2 separate regions of the Arachis hypogaea genome follow, and region 2 is linked to region 1. The links are chromatin contacts, called in public Hi-C maps. All regions are on one chromosome and are shown on one strand. The core of a region is the stretch at or near the end of the contact, and the rest is flanking DNA. Distances in the headings are between cores, read along the strand shown. Region 1 holds the start of LOC112695208 (transcription factor MYB1R1). Region 2 has its middle 11 kb from the start of LOC112695225.

What was found. Hi-C and Micro-C count contacts between places; a contact is called where the count stands out from the background.
Region 2: a contact with region 1 is called in a Hi-C map of an unstated tissue, with 2.7 times the contacts expected there. The contact joins the enhancer-like site here to the promoter of LOC112695208 in region 1. A contact is called at or near these places in 2 of 8 Hi-C or Micro-C datasets (leaf and an unstated tissue).

What each region holds. Positions count from the first base shown.
Region 1 is chr1:77,917,300-77,920,848 of arahy.Tifrunner.gnm2.J5K5, reverse strand. It overlaps LOC112695208 (transcription factor MYB1R1), which reads left to right and starts at 1,739. Exons shown (of 3, transcript XM_025747465.2): 1 at 1,739-2,212; 2 at 2,399-2,607; 3 at 2,978-3,549. The coding sequence starts at 1,942. The coding sequence ends at 3,415.
Region 2 is chr1:77,953,903-77,957,451 of arahy.Tifrunner.gnm2.J5K5, reverse strand. No RefSeq gene overlaps it. Among protein-coding and RNA genes, the nearest start is that of LOC112695225, 11 kb to the left of the region's middle. Within about 2 kb of position 1,606, at least 2 of the 3 cell types and tissues checked have open chromatin away from gene starts, as enhancers often do.

The DNA of each region.
Region 1 (3,549 bases), core at 490-2,989:
TTGGCCATCATTTTTTTCCTTTCTTTAGTTTTTTTATTTAACTTATCAAGTCATAGAAAAAAAGAACAATAAAAAATGAAAACAGTAAGATCAATAGTAACTATATAAATTAAAATATATAAGAGAAAAACAAACTATTATATGATAGAATTAACATGAGTATATTTCATCATTAAATAAATAAAGTTAATGCAAAAGAAAATTACACGTAAAAAGAAAAAAAGAGTTAAAATATCTAAAATGATAAATATATAGAAGACTATAAAACAATGAACTTTTAACTAAATTAAATTGTATTTATTATTATTAGAAAGGGTAAGAGAGAGCAGTAGAGAAAAGATTTGTGTGTATTCAAGTTGTGTAGAATGATATAATATAGAAGGGTATTTATAGGTGTTAAGAGAATCGAAATAATAAAGACGTAATATCCTATAATAAATATTCAGATATGTTAAATAATGCTAATTAATCCTAATTATACTCTGATATCCCCCTCAAACTTATTTGAAACAACTAAATAAAAAAGAATGCATATATTGATAAAAACGGATGCAGATGGAACTGCTTGAAAAAAGCGCAGACAAAATTGTCAGAATGAAATACAGACGAAACTACCGGAAGAAAGCACAGACAGAATTACCACAAAGAAACGCAGACGGAACTGCCAAAAGAAAACGCAGACAAAACTGCTAGAAGGGAACGCAGACGGAACTGTTGTAAGAGAACGCAAACGGAACTGCCGCAAGAGTGGCCAACTGCTGAAAAGATGGCGAACTACTGAAAGACTGCTGAAAAGTGACAAAGTGCAAAAAGATAACAAACTATCGGGAGGTGACGAAAAACATATGGTTTCTCCAAGAGAATAAGTAGTGGATGAGTTAATTAGTAATGTTAAAAAAGCATCAAAGCAATGAAAAAAGAGAAAGAAAAAAATGGCGCAGAAAAAAAGTATGAAAATTACGTTGATTTCACTCAAAGAAAATCAACTTATTCTACTCAAGGAGGATACCATGGCAGGGAAGATAGAGCAATAAGAAAAAGGTTTGTAAGTATTCAAGTTGTGTAAAATGATACAATATAGAATGGTATTTATATGTGATAAAAGAATTGAAATAATAAAGACGTCTTATAATAAATATTCAGATATGTTGAATAATGCTAATTGATCATAATTATACTCTAATAATTATATTCAATTAATTAATATACATAATATTAAATTGTGTGATACTTAAATATTTAATCAAATCAATTAGTTGATATAATTAGTCTATCGTAATGAATTGTATTTAATGAGTTAAAAGAAATAAATCAGGAAACACTCTTCAAAACATGTCACGCCAACTTTATCATTAAGTGAAAAAATCTGATTTTTATATAATAGAATAGATAGAATAGATATTTGATTTTAATTGTAATAAAAAATAACATGTGACATATTTTGATGGTAAAATTAGTAATATATAATAGATTATTACAGTTTTTATTTTTAAGTTTAGAGAGAAATATTTGATTTTAATTGAGAATGGTATGTGGCATATTTAAATTATAAAATTAGTAATATAAAATAAATAGATTATTACTGTGTTCATCTTTAGTTTTAGAAAAAAAAGATTTAATTTTAATTATAACAAAAGAATGATAGGTATATATTTTGATTGTAAAATTAATAATATATAATTAATTTTCATAGAGAATAATCCTAAAATTTTATTTGATCTGATAATTATTATAAAATATTTTCTAAATTTCTGAGTCCACATGGTTGCCACCTCATCTCCATTCTCAACCTCTCTTATATTAAACACAGCACGCACCACTATCTCCCAGATTCTCTTCTCTTCTCTCTCTCTCTCTCTCTCTCCACCGAGTCACTGACTCGTCAAGTACGGAAGCTCCGATTCCGCCTCGAGTCCAACTCAATTAGCTCGATCGAAGAAGATGTGTAGCACCTTCGCCGCCGCCGCAGACTCCTCCATCTCCGGCGACGGTGACTCCCCCGCCGCCGGCGAGATTATGCTGTTCGGCGTTAGGGTGGTGGTGGACTCCATGAGGAAAAGCGTCAGTATGAACAATCTGTCGCAGTACGTGCATCCTCAAGATGACTCCAACAACAACAAAGACGCTGCCTTCTCCGCCACCGGTTACGCGTCCGCCGACGACGCCGCTCCTCTCAACTCCGGCAAGAACCGCGAGCGCGAGCGCAAGCGAGGTTCGAAATTTCAATACCACGCATATATAAATTTCTCCGATCGATCACTGATCTCTGTAAAAAGTTGATTCACATGATAAATTGATAATCAATTAGTGTTGTTGAATGAATTGTAAAATTGATACCTATGGTTATTGATTATTCTGGTGATGAGAGTGAAACTGAAATTGCGATCGGAAACTTCAGGTGTTCCCTGGACGGAGGAAGAGCACAAGCTATTCCTGGTGGGATTGCAGAAGGTAGGGAAAGGTGATTGGAGAGGGATCTCTAGGAACTACGTCAAGACTCGGACGCCCACGCAGGTCGCCAGCCATGCTCAGAAGTACTTCCTCCGCCGGAGCAATCTCAACCGCCGTCGGCGCAGATCCAGCCTCTTTGACATCACCACCGATTCGGTAAAATAATCTCCTCTCTTTTATTTTGTTCTGGATTCATGTTTTGGTTAGTCATCAATACAGTATTGAGTGACATTTAATTCTGAGGTATTTCTTTGTTTGTATTAATAACATGTGGTTTTTGTTCAGTAAGAGCACATGTTAGCTAAAACCATTATTATTTTTTGTTCTTGGTGGGGTCGGGGGTCTTGTTTATTTCATTATGGAATTCTTTTGTTAATTGAAGGGAACTAGGGAGATGTCTAATCTAAAGGGGAAATAGGGGTGGTTTAGGTTCTTGTGGGTTCCCCAGGCTGAGATTGAAAGAGTTGACTTACTAATGGGGTGTGGAGAAACATATTATTCATGATCTTATTAATTTTTGTTTTAGGTCTCTTCGATCCCAATGGAGGAAGAACAGATCCAGAACGGAGACATTGTGCCTCATTCACAGCCTCTGTGCCCTGCAGCCCCTGAGAATAGCAACACCAATGGATTTCCAATGGTGCCCGTGTATCCGTTGGGGGTTGGTCCAGGTGTGATTTCATCAGTCGAAGCTGGGAATCCAATGGATGAACTAACTCTAGGACAGGCAAACATGGAGCTTAATGCGCAAACCAAGCTACTCCATCCGATTCCTGTTGCTTCAAATCCTAAAACCTGCACCGTGTCTGATGTTGCCTCCGGCTCTAATTCGCCCCTCGACTTGCCAACACTGTCCCTGGGACTATCCTTCACATCTGATCAAAGACAGACTCCATCAAGACATTCGGCTTTCCATTCAATTCCGAGTTTAAATAACGGAGATAGCGTCATAAGTGTTGCTTGATAGACATGATGTCTCTCATGGTTATTATAAAGTCCATGTCTAGAGCATCTTGGATTCACAGATAGAAGATGTTTTATTATTGGGATAAGTTAAGAGAAAGATGTTGAAGGAAAAGGGCGATGGATTAGAGAAGG
Region 2 (3,549 bases), core at 357-2,856, 37 kb before region 1:
ATTTTTATCAATAAAAATTTAAAATATTGATCATTTATCTATAAATAAATAAAATTAACTTTATATACATACAAAAAAAAACGAAAATTTTTATATGACAAACATATGCCTAGACGTTAATTTTATTAATGAGTAAATTTTATTTGTCGGTATTTTAAATTTTTATATATAGAAATAATAATTTATTTATCTTTTATAAATACAAAATTAATTTTTTTAATTTATGAATAAATTTCCATAAGTGTAAAATGATCATTTATTTCATATATATGAAAATTATTAAATTACAACATTTCCCTTTATTTATACTTTACATTTAAATCAACACTTACCAACTAATTTTCTATTTTTTTACATTAAAAATATTACCCGATAGCATTTCTGCGTATACACAGTTACACACACACGCTAAATAAAAGTACATGATTAAGCGTGTTATAAATCAAAGATATTTGTGGCACAACAATTGTTTATAAAAGGTATTTTTGAGTGATTCCGTTTAGATCGCACACTAATAATCGACCTACATACTATATACAAACACAATTCTTTTCTTTTTTCTAAAATAGATTTAATTATTCTATCCCTTTTTATAATTTTATAGATAATTCTTTTCTGTATTAAAATATTAAAATTAGTTAAATATTATTTTTAAAAAATACGTATTCAAATATTTAATTAAATTTTTAATTATAAATATTTTATTTTATAAAAAATATTTTATTAAATTTAATTATAAAAGTTAATAGATTAATAAAATAATTAAACCTTACAAATAATAAGAACTAACAAGAGAGATGAAAAATACGTGAATAAGAGAATAATGGAAGACTAGTGGAACCCCACAAAGCCTTATCCGAGGCTTATCCTCCACTCGCAGTAGCACCCCACCAACAACAAAGGCAACTACCATTAAATCAATCATCATATCATATTATATCTTCTTCTTTTTTCATATTTATACAATTTTAATTTTTTATAAAATTTGAAAAGAAAGGAAGATGTGTACCTATGTCGGAAAAAATCTACCCTTGATCCCCTTTATGGCCAATATTAACGAATATTGTTTGCAAACCCACCGGTGCACACACCATCTTCTATTCTTTTTTCACATAAATATTATATTTAATGTAATCCTTTTCATTATGTGATCATTACAACTATATACTCCCTTTTTTAACTCTTTTTATCGTTATTTTCTCTAAATAAGTTTTTATACTTATAAAATACTCCTTTTTTATTTTATTCCAGCAATAATTTAAAAGGTCTTAATTTTAGTCTTATTATTAATTTGTTTCATTAAATATTAATGTCACAAATTAAATACTCAAATATATAAAAAGTTTGAAATATTGACGAGACAAGACGTAACACACATCAGTATTTAATTTGACATGGCAAAACATGAGCTAAAATTAAAAAAGTTTTAAAATTTTATTGGAAAGAAAGTAAAAAAAAATTATAAAATCTGAAAAAAAAAAGTGAAGGACCACTACTTATTTAAATATTTAATTTTTTTAATTAAATACAACATTGTGTGCAAACCTATGGGCAATAGCAACTAAGAAATATATATTAAAATAACTAGCTAGGGGGCAACTGATATCATTATTATTTTTTAAGTGTAACTGCAAGTAGTAATAAGATAATTAATATAACCACAAAAAGATTAGGGTGCTGATCAGGTGGGATTAATTTAATGTCTGGTTGATGTGCACATTTGATGTTAAAATATAAAGTAGTTTAAATAATGCCAAGTTGGTGATAACATAGTGTAAGGTTGACCATTGATCTGATAGATAATGATTTAAGATTTAAGCTTCATATATTATTATGCATGCATGTGGCCCCTAATCCTTTTATTGTGCTCTCAGTTTTGATAATAATAAATTAAAAGATAAGAAGCCCATGTGTTAAGGTTCCTCTAAAGTTTCAATAGTGGAGTTAGCGAAATGGTTGCTAGTGTAATCTTGTCTCCTACACATTTTAATTTAGATTAATATATAGTTAAATTCGTTTATGAAAAATTATTTATTTTTTAAATTGATCTTCAAAAATTAAATTAGTTATGTTAGTCATTAAACAATAAAATATAAATTAAATTGATCTTTTTATAAATTAGATGATAACGTATCATATATTAAATTTTTATATTTTTAATATTGTTAATTTTAATATTATTTTTTAAATTTTAATAAATATTTTTTTTACATAAAATAATAAAAATAATTAACTTATTACAGAGTTTATATTAGAAACAAGAGACTAAACTGGAGAAAGAATGATATATTATTGAGTGTGTTCAAGTTGTCTACTCAAGTTATCTAGAATGATACAATATAAAAGGATATTTATAGGTACTAAGAGAATCGTAATAATAAGGACGTAATCTCCTATAATAAATATTTAGATGTACTAAATAATACTAATTGATCCTAATAATATTCTAACATCCCCCCTCAAACACAAGTGACAACTTGAGTTTGAAACTTATTTAAAACAACAAAATAAAGAGAAAAAAACTGCATAAATTGATAAAACGGGTGTAGACGAAACTGCCGGAAGGAAGTGCAGACGGAACTGCCGCTAATTTGAAGGAAGCGCAGACGGAACTACCGCTAGTCTGAAGGAAGCGCAGACGGAACTGCCGCTTGTCTGAAGGAAGCGCAGACGGAACTACCGCTAGTCTAAAGGAAGCGCAGATAGAACTGCCGCTTGTCTGAAGGGAGCGCAGATGGAACTGCCACAAGAAACAAGAAAACACAGACGAAACTGCCACGAGAGAAGGCAGACGTAACTGTCACGAGAAAACGCTGACGGGACTACCACGAGAGAATGCAGATGTAACTGCCACGAGAGAACGCAGAGGGAACTGCCACGAGAGAATGCAGACAGAACTGCCACGAGAGAAGGCATATGGAAATGTCGGAAAAGAGCGAAAACCATATGATTTCTTCATGAGAATAGGTAAGCAGCGGATGACAATTGTGTTTGATCATACGACTCGAAAAAAAACACAAGACAGAAAAAATAGGCTAGTCGGTGAGGTGAAAAAGTATCAAAGGAGTGACAAAAGGAAAAGAAGAATGGCATAGAAAAAAAATACAAAAGATACGGTGATTTCACCGCCATGGCTCTGATACCATATTAGAAACAAGAGACTAAACTGGAGAAAGGATGGTATATTATTGAGTGTGTTCAAGTTGTCTACTCAAATTATCTAGAATGATACAATATGAAAGGATATTTATAGGTACTAAGAGAATCGTAATAATAAAGACGTAATCTCCTATAATAAATATTTAGATGTACTAAATAATACTAATTGATCCTAATAATATTCTAACAGTTTATTTTATTATTTATATTTTTAAATTTAACATTTTTAAATTTTAGGTTTTTTAGTAAATTTTTTATTTAGATAATTTTATCAAATTATTATTAATTATATACTTAAAATTTTAATTTTTAAATTTTACTAAATAAATATAATAGTTATTTAAAAATTTAAATTTTTTATTTATAATTTTTGTTTTTGTTTAACTTATT